3 separate regions of the Mus musculus genome follow, and regions 1 and 2 are each linked to region 3. Evidence: chromatin contacts called from public Hi-C and HiChIP or PLAC-seq data. All regions are on one chromosome and are shown on one strand. Each heading gives the region's core, a stretch centred on a gene start, on an enhancer-like site or on the middle of the called end of the contact. The rest is flanking DNA. Distances are from core to core; before and after follow the strand shown.

What was found. Hi-C and Micro-C count contacts between places; a contact is called where the count stands out from the background. HiChIP or PLAC-seq counts read pairs in DNA pulled down with a chosen protein or histone mark.
Region 1: an H3K27ac HiChIP or PLAC-seq map of the NIH/3T3 cell line shows a contact between it and region 3, with 4 times the contacts expected there. The contact joins the promoter of Ptgs2os here to the promoter of Pla2g4a in region 3. A contact is called at or near these places in 15 of 39 promoter capture datasets (the 3T3-L1 cell line, 3T3-L1-derived adipocytes, the C10 cell line and 9 more), 21 of 484 Hi-C or Micro-C datasets (3T3-L1-derived adipocytes, the C10 cell line, the C2C12 cell line and 11 more), 4 of 115 datasets of contacts at active chromatin or transcription factors (the HPC-7 cell line, the NIH/3T3 cell line, heart atrium and 1 more) and 4 of 9 other capture datasets (adipose tissue, liver, macrophages and 1 more).
Region 2: a Hi-C map of embryonic fibroblasts shows a contact between it and region 3, with 2.4 times the contacts expected there. The contact joins the enhancer-like site here to the promoter of Pla2g4a in region 3. A contact is called at or near these places in 6 of 39 promoter capture datasets (the 3T3-L1 cell line, the C10 cell line, embryonic stem cells and 1 more), 13 of 484 Hi-C or Micro-C datasets (3T3-L1-derived adipocytes, the C10 cell line, bone marrow-derived macrophages and 9 more), 6 of 115 datasets of contacts at active chromatin or transcription factors (the HPC-7 cell line, the NIH/3T3 cell line, bone marrow-derived dendritic cells and 3 more) and 4 of 9 other capture datasets (adipose tissue, bone marrow-derived macrophages, liver and 1 more).

Annotation. Positions count from the first base shown.
Region 1 is chr1:150,098,220-150,102,239 of GRCm38.p6, forward strand. It overlaps Ptgs2os (prostaglandin-endoperoxide synthase 2, opposite strand), which reads right to left and starts at 1,655. Exons shown (of 5, transcript NR_015466.3): 1 at 1,209-1,655. It overlaps Ptgs2 (prostaglandin-endoperoxide synthase 2), which reads left to right and starts at 1,812. Exons shown (of 10, transcript NM_011198.4): 1 at 1,812-2,056; 2 at 2,755-2,871; 3 at 2,994-3,137; 4 at 3,772-3,915. The coding sequence starts at 2,005.
Region 2 is chr1:149,831,669-149,836,081 of GRCm38.p6, forward strand. All of the region lies in intron 17 of Pla2g4a (phospholipase A2, group IVA (cytosolic, calcium-dependent)), which reads right to left. Among named protein-coding and RNA genes, the nearest start is that of Gm23535, 130 kb to the left of the region's middle. Within about 2 kb of position 1,508, at least 22 of the 459 cell types and tissues checked have an H3K27ac peak or open chromatin away from gene starts, as enhancers often do. A contact at or near this core is called in the NIH/3T3 cell line, bone marrow-derived macrophages, embryonic fibroblasts and 2 more, where this site is marked.
Region 3 is chr1:149,959,348-149,963,382 of GRCm38.p6, forward strand. It overlaps Pla2g4a (phospholipase A2, group IVA (cytosolic, calcium-dependent)), which reads right to left and starts at 1,943. Exons shown (of 18, transcript NM_008869.4): 1 at 1,844-1,943.

The DNA.
Region 1 (4,020 bases), core at 405-2,904, 140 kb after region 3:
AACGTGCTCTGTGGACCAGGGAGGCCTCAGAGATCTGCTTAGACTCCTTTTTCTCCCTCAATGCTGGGATTAAGGGCCAACATCACCATCCACCACCACCCCCTTTGCCATAATCTCTTTTAAAACATCAGAATATACTTCTCTACATAATGGGCATACAATTAATATTAGATGAGGATGGAGTTGGTCAAAGTCAGTTGAAGATTTCACTAGAAAATGTTCGTACACAGTCAAGAATGTGGAATTTTATACAGTTCCTAGCTGAAGTTCGTATCAGGAGCTCTAACAAACTTAGTTTGACACCATGCACTTCCCGCATTTAAAATAAAACAGAAAACAAGAACTATTTAAAGGGATTCTCCAAAAGAAAACAGTCTGTGCTTTCAGTTGAAATTTCCCATAAGACTCCGTGTAAGAGGCTGGGAGTGCCATACCTGGACTGATTAAACATGACTAGAACAAAGGCCCTGGGTGACATGGAGTTTTAGTCACTGTGTCTCATGTAGCATCAAATTAGCTTGCACATGAAGCAAACAGTTAAAAAAAAATTCCATGAGTATTCTTACTTTCTGGGAGACTTCCGCAGAGTCAGGTATTTGCTAGAGTTTCCTAAGTGCTGCTTCTCATGGTCGATTGGATTCCCCCATGTGGATATTCTCCCCTTTCATTTTTGTTTTGTTTTGTTCTGTTTTGTTTTGAGCAGGGGTCTTGCTGTGTTACCCAGCCTGCTTCAAACCATTTTCCTGACTTAACTGTCCTCAGAATATAGTGTAATTTCACACTCTGTGTCATTTTTTTTATCCATTCACGCCAAGAACGTACAGTTTAGTTGAATTTTTTAGTTTCCTCCTTTTCTTATTTTGCTCCTTTTCGCTACTCCATCCTCACACCCCCTCCATGGCCAACACAAACACAGTAGGAAGATATCCAACACTATCAAAAACATCACCTCTCTAGGCAAATAATTTTTTATCAAACACTGTTTCTGAATGAAGTGAATTTTTTTTTAAGGTTAGGGAGAATAAGGCTAGTTATGGAAAAATAACTATTACCTTTTGATCCGTTGCCATAACATACTTTCTTGTAAACATGGACAGAAAAAGTTTTTAAAAGGTACATTTGAAAACAAATTCTTTCTAGTGATACATCCCGTGAAAAGAGTTGCTGATCAAAATGATAAAAGCTATGTAACAGCAGGGGGAAAATACCTTAAAGCAATGCTGTGGACACTTAGCATTCCGATGAAGTGGAGCTCAGCATCTGTCCCTGGGAAAGGCGAGTGCCAGGGGCTCCTGTGACTGCAGAACCCGGAGGGTAGTTCCATGAAAGACTTCAACCTAATTCCACCAGTACAGATGTGGACCCTGACAGAGGACACTCATTTCATTAAAAATAGAAGAAATTAAATTAACCGGTAGCTGTGTGCGTGCTCTGAGCAGCGAGCACGTCAGACTGCGCCCCAGTGGGGAGAGGTGAGGGGATTCCCTTAGTTAGGACCTTAGATCCCGGGAGGGGAAGCTGTGACACTCTTGAGCTTTTAGGCCCCCACTGGATGCGCGACTGGGAGGAAACCGGAGACCCCAAAGAGCGCCAGACTAGGCGCAGACTCAGCGAACCACAGGGCGCCTGGAGGGATGGAGAGGGCGGTGCAGCTCTCTTGGCACCACCTGGGGCAGCCAAGGGCAGCTTCCCGGCTTCCTTCGTCTCTCATTTGCGTGGGTAAAAGCCTGCCGCTGCGGTTCTTGCGCAACTCACTGAAGCAGAGAGGGGGAAAAGTTGGTGGGGGTTGGGGAAAGCCTAAGCGGAAAGACAGAGTCACCACTACGTCACGTGGAGTCCGCTTTACAGACTTAAAAGCAAGGTTCTCCCCATTAGCAGCCAGTTGTCAAACTGCGAGCTAAGAGCTTCAGGAGTCAGTCAGGACTCTGCTCACGAAGGAACTCAGCACTGCATCCTGCCAGCTCCACCGCCACCACTACTGCCACCTCCGCTGCCACCTCTGCGATGCTCTTCCGAGCTGTGCTGCTCTGCGCTGCCCTGGGGCTCAGCCAGGCAGGTGAGTTGCGCCCCGAGGCGCCCTGGGACTCCTCAGGCTCAGACCCCCTTTCTAGCAGTGTGGGCCTGGCTGTGTATTGGCAAAGAGCCTGGACTGCTTAAGTCCTGAGGAACTGCAACCCACTTTCAGGTTTCTTATTTGCTAAAAACCAATAGTCTTAATGGCTTACAGGTTGTCATTATGGTAAGACAATCTGATCAATACTTGTGAAAAGCATAGATGTGGGCAACTGAACAAGAGTGGCTGCTTTGAATACCTGTTAGAGTTTTTCTATCCACAGAAAAATCCAGAATACATTTTTAAAAATATATTTAAAATGCTAAAACTTGACTGTTTTAATTTTATTTTCTTTACACTAAATTTTGACTATTGCACTAGGTCGATCCATTTTAATATTTAAAGGGATGCTTAATAATTCTAGTCTGTGTGTCCGAGTTATTTTAAAAATGTTGGTAATGTGAACTATGAAGTTAGGTCCTCTGTGTTTCTTGCTTAAGAATACAAAGTTGCTTGCTATTTCCATAAACAGTTGATAAGACAGACTTAATTAAAATAATGACCTTTTTAAATCTGGGTCTACCTATGTATTTGTCAAACTTATCATTGTAAAGTTGACCCATAGTGACAGAATTAAATCCTTAAGTTAAGATGAGAACAACCAAGAGTAACTGACAGGATATCTTATTTTTTTAATGTAGCAAATCCTTGCTGTTCCAATCCATGTCAAAACCGTGGGGAATGTATGAGCACAGGATTTGACCAGTATAAGTGTGACTGTACCCGGACTGGATTCTATGGTGAAAACTGTACTACACGTAAGTTTTTCCTGGGGTATCTTCCTTTGGAATGTGGCCACATGTGTAACCATCATTCTGTAGATTTGTGTCCTATGGGGGAGGGGCCTGCTCATTCTTCCTCCTGCTTTGTCTCTCTCCAGCTGAATTTCTGACAAGAATCAAATTACTGCTGAAGCCCACCCCAAACACAGTGCACTACATCCTGACCCACTTCAAGGGAGTCTGGAACATTGTGAACAACATCCCCTTCCTGCGAAGTTTAATCATGAAATATGTGCTGACATGTAAGTACAACCCTCCCTTGTTTTCCAGCATCCTCCAACACAACTAGGCACTAGAAACCCAACCCCAAGAACTATCCTGACCTTTTCAAAGGGCTTGAAGTATACCTTTTCTAATCTGTTTTTCCCCTGAAATGTCTAAAATACAGTCATGAAAACCTGTAGTCTCTATTCTAGTTTTGACCCCTGTCCTTCATTCGTGTGGAGGAAGTGTGGTTCACTTGTTCATTGAATAAATACCCATGGCTCACAGAATTGTTCGGAACACATAGAATTGTTCTGAACCTTTGAAACAAATGGTTGACTAGGGTTTGGGTCAGAAGAGAAAAATAGCTGTCTGTAGTTATTGGTGAGGGCCATGCCCAAATGTCTCTGTCATCAGCTATGGAACAGGGAGTGGGTAGAAACTGAAAAGTCAAGACTACTGGAGCAGAATGTCCTGTGTAAAATTTAAGCTTTATTGAAGATGCATTTTCAGTGCTCTTTAAAGTTCAGCCATTGTACAGCAGGGTATCTTTGTCTGAAGGAAATCTAGTCTCTGTACTTGCTACATTGTACAATGATAATTGATATGCCCTTGTTGTTGTTGTTGTTTTTCATATGAGGACCAATGATTTTTTTTTCTTTAAAATTTCAGCCAGATCATATTTGATTGACAGTCCACCTACTTACAATGTGCACTATGGTTACAAAAGCTGGGAAGCCTTCTCCAACCTCTCCTACTACACCAGGGCCCTTCCTCCCGTAGCAGATGACTGCCCAACTCCCATGGGTGTGAAGGGTGAGTGTAAAGAAATACAGACATAGCAACTGCAGTGAGGCTTGGGTGTGTACCTAGAAAAGGTGTCCATTATGTAAAACTGTAAATAGTTTTGTCTTTAGTATG
Region 2 (4,413 bases), core at 258-2,757, 130 kb before region 3:
ATCCCACAGGTCACCAAGCAAGTATGCTCCAGTGCCTAGAACAGAGCTAGGAGGACTCAGTTATGCGCACATGTGGTCAGTATCCAGCAACTTATCATACCCATTGGTAGAAACCTCTATTTCTTCCAGAGTGGCTAGTTAAATATGCTGTCACATTACCAAACCAAAACAAACCAAAACAAAAACAAAAACAAAACAAACAAACAAACAAAAAACCTAAAAACAAAATAACAGAAAAGAATTTATCCTGAAGAAACTTGAGTCTTTCATATGGTTAAAAAATATTGTTAGTCTCTGCTTGTAGAACCAGAGTCAAATATTACAGAGTCTTTTAATTACATGTTGGCAGAATGCATTTACCCATACATAAGAGAGACATAACACATTCTGGGCTTCAGATCTATTGAAAAAGACTTGAGTCAAAGGCCTCCTTGGCCCATTCATGTCCAGGTTCTGTGAAATAGATGAAAATCAGCCTACACACTTCAGATTGTTTCTTCTTCTTTAAAGATTTACGTATTTTATTTTATGTGTGTGAGTATTTTGCCTGCATACAATTGCACTATGTGTATGCAGTGTCTCTGGAGTGTGGAAAAGGGAGTTGGATCCCTTGTAAATATTTATAGACAGTGCATGGGAACCAAACCTGAGTCATCTGCAAGAAGATCAAGGACTCTTAACTGCTGACCCGTCTCTCTACTCCTGGCTTCTTTAAGACAATAATAACGTTATTAATCTTAGGTTGCTAGGAATTGGAGAATATTGCTAGAAAGTGCTGTGGACAGTGACTAGCACATAGAGAAATATCCTGCAACAGACATGTGCTCATACCATTGCTTATAAACTGTGTGTGATGAAAGTTAGGAAGCTATAAAGCTTATAAGAAGTCAATATGGGCAAGAATGGGCTCATTACACTGTGTGAACTGGCAAATCAATCCTGCTATTCAAATGACCTTCTGTATTTACTTTTAATAGTCTCTGTCTTTCTAGATTCTGGCTGGCTGCCATGTTACCAGTCAGTTCTGCTCCTTCACGCAGATGTATACCCTTGGTGCAGGGAAGGGTAAAACAGCCATCCAAAATGCTTTAGAACAGAAAAGACCCAGGGAATAGTACACTTGTGATGGCTGTCTGACTCTCTCTATCACACACACACACACACACACACACACACAGAGAGAGAGAGAGAGAGAGAGAGAGAGAGAGAGAGAGAGAGAGAACAAAGTTTGGAGACCAAGATTTTTTTTAGCTCAATTGGTAGACTATTTGCCTAATGTATATGGGGGCACTGTGTTCAATATTTTACACTATAAGAAAATAAGGAAGATAGAAAAAACTAGCAATGTTGGTATCACAGAGATATAATGAGATATGAATGGGAGATATATATTCATTCTAGGGTTTGCCTTTATAACTAAAAATCCAAGTCATTTGGGATAAGAGTGTGCAAGTTGAACCACTAGATGGCATATTAACACTATGAAAGCACTGAACAGGCTTCTGTTTCCTCATAAAACAGCCCTACTGCCGCCCTGGGAACCTAATGCTTCCAGGCCAAGAAAAACTTAGTATTAAATCACTTGCTAATTGTAAAGCTTTTAGAAGCTACGTGACACATCTGGATGAATCTAAAATGTCTTATGTAGTATCTGTATCTTTCTATCTTTTTTTTAAGCCAGGAATGACCTTAGAGGGTTTGTATAATTGCTTCTCTCCCTCCATGGGGTTTCAGATCCTCCCTTGCCAGTTTATTCCAATAATATCCATTGTTTCCTAACCTTCTGTATCCTCACTGCTTGTCCCAAGTATTATCCATGCCATCTTCTTCTACACCATTCAAGAGCTTTCCAATTTCTTTTTAAAAAAACAGTTCCCTTAATACTACAGCATTTTCAGTAGATAAGTAAAAAAAAAATTTTAAACTTGGAAAAGAAGATCTTCCTCCCTTCCACCGAAATGAATGATTTTTGAGGGGTCTATAGACAAATTGAGATGCTTATAGTATCAAATTAAAAACAGCAGTCCAGGAGAGAATGTTATGGTGTAACCTTACAGAGAAGACACACCTTTAGAGAGGAATAAAAATAATTACCATCATAAGAAGCAACTACTATTTTCATAAAAATTACTGTGAGGCTCCTGACTAATGTTTGATTTTATGTAAGTCTGAAATACCATGAAAACCAGGACTGTTAGTGTTTGACCACAGCACTGAGACTATGAAAGGCATATAACAAATATTTTCTAGATTAATAAACGCCCAGATAAACCATGAGGAAAATATAACTGGAGTTAAACACATATTATTTCATAAGCAGAGGAGGCAAGCAATTTTCTCCATGAATAACCATATAAAGCTAAGAATGGAATGCTGTGGTAAACGCAGGACATATGAAACACATGGAAACTGGTTGGCTTGGTTGGAAAAGAAAGTGAATGTAGAACACTAAGTAACAAGGCCACTTGGGAGAGAAATGGTTGACAGAGAAAAGAGTAAGGAAGATTTATGCCTTAAGCTCAGTCCCCACTCCAAAACTGTGACTTCTGGCATTTTTTCTAGTTTTTTTTTTTTTTTACTTGATTCCTATGCCTATAAATTCACACACACACACACACACACACACACACACTTAGATCTATCCATCATGCTTCTTTGGCTGGTTTTAAGTGTTGAATGTTTAGGAGAAAATATTTGGTTAATAAAGGTATTCATACTTTTGTTTTTGTTTTTGTTTTTTGGGTGTTTTTTTCTTTTCTTTTCTCTGAAACAGAGTTTCCTGAGAGAAAACTCAGGAACCTCTTACCTTAGCTTCCTGAGTGATAAGATTGCAACCTGGGCTTTTGGTTCTTTGGTGCTCTATGTCTCTGTGTCTTTGAACATAGCCTGGCACATCTAGTAATAAAGACACATTGAACCAATGTACAAATGAGATAGGATAAGGTCACACAGGGCATGAAAGGCAGATTAGTGTGGGGGTGTTAGGGTTCAGAAAACACACCCTCGAATGAAAGTCTCAGAAACAACAACAACAAAAGCCTTGGAAACATGTTCTCTTGTCTATTGTCTCATGGTCCTTTCTCTATTCTTCCTCAGATAATCCAGGACAAGTAGGGTCTCTCTTCCCTAAAGGGGAATATAGACATTAGAACTCCCATTATCTGAGCCCGAGGTCTTAAAGAAAGTCTTAGCCTTACTCCCTATCTTTCCTTCCCTAGAACCATTCATAAAGGAAGGCTCTGCCCCATCTGATGGCACATCCTATGGACCCCCCCCCCTACACACACACACTTCAAAGCATCCTGCTTCATACCCAGGACAGAATGTTACACAAACATGAGAAAAAAAAGTCAAACAAACCCTCTCTGGGTTTCTCTCAGAATTAGATACTACACATTCTATTAAAACAATCATATTTCTATACATGTCATATTTCTATACATCTGTCCATGCATCCCCAAACCTAAAATTAAAAAGTAGTAGTTCATTTTAGAACTTTGAATCTTTACTCTAAAGGATCCCATATTGTGCAGAACCATGCTCTAATGAATACACGAGGCTTTTCTCTACTTGATCTACGTTTTGTTTAGGATATTGGCCAAGACTGTGTGTGATGTGCAGGATGAACCACTGTCTCCTGTCCCCTGCAACCCTAATAAAATAGGGTCAGAATATTCAACTTGCAGATTATCTTTTGCATAGGCAAAAATTGTAATTTGTACCTAGCCAGTATAATCATAATGATGACATGCCATTAGGCTAAAAATTAACTCCTAGTACTTAAGACACATACTTTCCCTCCTTCTGATTAACACATACTTTTTAACACTATGATAGTCAACATCAACTGCCACCTTGTCACAATCTAAAATCATCTAGAAGATAAATCTCTGAGCATATTTCTAACTGGTTTGTTAAGTTAGATGGAAAGAATCAACTTAAAAGTGGGCAGTGTCATCCCATGGACTGTCATCCTCACCACTCTGTGACTGTCACTACTGTCACTGCTGCTTCATGATCCTACAGTCATACCTTCAGCGACCATCATGGATGATGCCCTCAATTTATGAACCCAAACAAACATCTTCTGCTTTTGTCACACAATCCACAAGAGAAGAAACTAATAAAAACACTTTATAAAACTATCGGACAAAACTGTCAACAGATGATGCACACTGGCAAGTACTGAACTGAGTGATTATAATAGTACCATAGAATCTGTCTGAATTTGCCTACTGAACTGATAACTAAATAAGAATGGAAAACAAGCCAAATCAACAGGTACTGTGAAACAGTCCTTCAAATACACGCTCCCTCCAGATCAAAGTGATGGCTTCTGAGTGTACATGTTACATGGGCAGATATGTGCTGTAAACACGCTTCATGGTCAACAACTCCATCTACAACCAGTGG
Region 3 (4,035 bases), core at 693-3,192:
TAAGAAAATCCAGAGGTTTATGAAATGTCCCATGTCTTTGGCAAATGTGTGAATTGCTTTCTTTCTTTCAAATTTGTGTGCACTGGACAAGCATGTGTTCATTACCTTAGGAGAACTCCTGAGTCCTCAAAATGTTTGTAAAGGAGTTAGAGATCAAAAAGAAAGAAAAAGAAATATATATTATGTATATATAAATATATATATAATTTTACCAGCATGATGGCATACTGTGGGGAGATGTGGTGATATACAGAAAGGAAGGGAAAACAAACATGGCAACTTTTTTCTTACTCTTTTTTTACTCCTCAAGCATGTTTATTAATATTTAAACAATCGAACAATCTGCTTCAGGACTAGAAAAAACAGTAGGAAAGACAAGGGTTAAAGACAAGCCAATTTAGTTCTCTGACATGAACCTTATGAGAGGCTAAGACATGTGTTTCATAATTTTATTTTTTCTATTTAAAAATAAATATAAAATGCTATTTTAAAAACGTATACAGTTAAAATGAAAGTGTCTCTTCCCATAAAATATGTTTTCCTTAGAGGAAGTTTTGTAAAACTTTGAGAGAAGGCCATTAAACTTCTCTATGCATTTCACAATTATTGCTTAATTTAAAATTTAACTCTTCGTGAGCTCAATGAAAACAGAGACCAGCTTCATTGGCCAGGTCTCACTATATCTGTGATATAATTTCAGACTGGATAGGTCTATTTCATTAAATTCTCTGTGAATCTCTTTGACTGCAATTTCAAATGTATTCAACAAACAGAAGCAACACAAAATACACTCCTTTTTCCCAAATTAGAATCCCAAATATAATACTAAAATCCACCCCTTCTTTTTATGTTGTTGTTTCGTTTGTTTGTTTGTTTGTTTGTTTTTTGTTTTTTGTTTTTCGAGACAGGGTTTTTCTGTATAGCCCTGGCTATCCTGGAACTCACTCTGTAGACCAGGCTGGCCTTGAACTCAGAAATCTGCCTGCCTCTGCCTCCCTGGGATTAAAGGCGTGCGCCACCATGCCGGGCGAATCCACCCCTTCTAAGTGGCACATCTCTAATGCTGCTCTCCACCAGCCTTCAGTGAAAGCAGTTTAAACCAACAGCTAACATCAGGAGCATTTTTCATAACCAAGTGTCTGAAGTGATGAATCTATTTAAATCATTACAAATTGTAAAAGAAGTAAAGATGTTAAGTCATTTATTTCAAAACCAAGTCCCTTTCACTCTTCCATCTTTTAGATTTTAGAACCTCAGTTCTAAAATGATATTCACAAGTGTGCAACTTGATAGAATATTTTCCAAAAAACTGTTTTGACCTGTTGTCCTGTCACAAGTTACCCAAAGCCTGAGAGCAGCGGTGCTTGTTAGTTCAAGGTTAGTTTTTCAGTGTTATAAGTCACATCACACAGCAGCCCATTAAATACCCAGGAATGTTCTGCGAACATAACTCTTTTTATCAATTAAAATTTAAATGAGTCACCAAACTGCCCCTAAACATCTTTACAAGCAGCACTCAAACTCAGGAGTCAGGAATCACTGGGTAGCATCACGTGGGACACAAAGGCGCGCCAACTCACTTCTCTATAAAGACTCAATTTCCCAGCACCCGCTGAAGGAAACAACCTATACCTTTATTCCAATCTGCTCTTAGACCCAGGAAACCAAACCCTCCTCACTTAGAAGGAAACTGAAGCCTGCGTTGTGAACCTTTCCCAGAGGCAGAGGAGTGAAAGAAGTGAAGTTTTAGCACGCGTGGCTGCCTTCCTCCTGGGAAGCTGCCCACGGATAGCGATGGAAAGTGCAAGAGGAAGCAGGCAGGGAGAGTAAATGCATTGCTTACAGTTCCCAGAGTTAAATGAGAATCCTCAGGCTTCTCTGTGCCTTCTGGCTCTCAGTCGGGAGCCCTTCACAGTTCCGACTTCTAGAAAGTCTTCTCCGGCTGGTAGGAGGGGCTAAGAAGTGGGCTGGTCTCTGTGGATGTTAAGGTGGAATTCAAGCGAGCTCCTCTGGTGAAGACTAACATTCTAAATGGACATGTTTAGTTTTCAGAAACAGGCCTTTCGAGTCAGAAAATATACTTTAAAAATATGTGATCTAACTGGTCCTAGGGGTGTGCATGAAAATATGCTTTAAAAACATGTGACCTAACTGGTCCTGGGGGTATGCATGTGCGTGCCTATGTGTGTGTGTGCATGTGTGTGTGTGTGTGTGTGTGTGCATGTGCGTGTGTGTGTGTGTGTGTGTGTGTGTGTGTGTGAGAGAGAGAGAGAGAGAGAGAGAGAGAGAGAGAGAGAGAGAGAGAGACTGCTGCTGCTGCTGCTTGCCCTTAAGCAGTCACTACTTCCTCTTTTTTCCAAAAGACTAAAAGTGAAGTTGAAAAGATAATGCATTATGTTGAGAATTTTTAGAGTCTTTAAAAGGTGAAGTTTTAAACAAACCGCAAATACAAAACGCATATACATTTTACAGTTGAACAGTGTTGGACAACCTTGAAAAGCAAACCTGTTCAAGCCTTTCTCCCCAAACTCAAAGCCTCTGAGTTGTTTAAGCCCTTTCAGAGAATAGAACCCATAAGTTCCGACGTAGAAGTAACAACAAATCAGGAAGAATCTGCAATCTAATTTGAAGCATATAATAACTTCTATGTGAAGAAAGTGTTGTATCTATTACAAGCGTGGTAGCTCACAACTGTCATGTGGGAAGTAGAAAAAAAAACATGTATGAGTTCAAAGTCAGCTTATGCTACATAGTGAAGCCATATCTCAAGGCAAACAGACGTCCTGACAATTCATGAAATCCTGTTACTCTAAGTACCCTGGTTAGAATGCCTTCAGGGCTTCCTCCATATCAAAGGCAGTTAGCAGAGCCCCTTCCTCTCTACAACGCCACCATTTATCTCCTAATTAATATCCTCAATATTTCTTAAAAGCACATCTTTTCTTCTTCTGTTTGCTTTCTATTGCTGGGATAAATTTTTCTGACCAGAAGCAATTTGTGAAGGGAAAGTTTTATTTGGGCATACAGGTCCTGACAGTCCATCAGGAAGCGAAGTCAGAGTAGAAATTCAAAGCAGAAAACAGGAGGCAAGACCTGAAGCATAAACCAAGGAGGGATGCATTTTTGTTCTCGTTTCATAATTTACTCCTTTTTGGTGTCGGAGGCAGGCTCTCATGCAACCAAGGCTGGACTCAAACTGAACTGGCTAGCAACAGATGACTTTGAACGCCTGACTTTCCTGCCACCACCTCCGTGGAATCAAAAGCACATGCCACCCAGGCCTAGCAATTACACTTTTAAAGGCTCCTTTTCCATTCATGAGTAAAGTAAAAGGCAAATCTGACACCTCCATTCTATCACAAAGTACAAGTTTATGTGGTATGAATAGACAGATTCACGAAGTTAAGATAAATATGGTAATCCACTGCAGAAAATATGGCTACACGTAAGTTGTGTTCACCAACACTTGGGTTAGGAATTAGGTTACCCTAATTCCTTCTATCCACTTGCAGCAACAATTTCACGAGTTGTTTTTTGCTCTCCAAGATCCCTCTAAATTTGGTGCAGGGAATTCCTGTCCAATTTTAGTGACTCTGTCACAATGGGCACAAACCCCATTACTCATCTCACAGAAGGACTTCCAGGCACTGCAGGGTTTTGAAAATATTTATGCTGTTGGAATTTAAATGTGCTGACGACAGTGTGTAGTCTAAGCCCATTGCCTCTGTGTTGAGGCAATTCTGAGTAGAAAGAATTATCTCTGAGTAAATTTCCTGTATTTCTCAAGTAGCCAAGCCTTGAAAGATGTCACTAGAAGGTTTTTCTTTAGCACATCAGTTGCCTAGGGCCAAGATAATAACAGAATTCTTATATGTATGTTTATAACACCACTGCCTGCAAGCTCAGGAACTCTCTACTTTTCAGTCTCTAAAATACATGATCAGGCCTCAGCACCTACTTTGAAAAATCCTCATTCTTTACATTCATGTCATTTTTCTTCAGTTAGACACACTACAAAACGGATAATTTGATTTT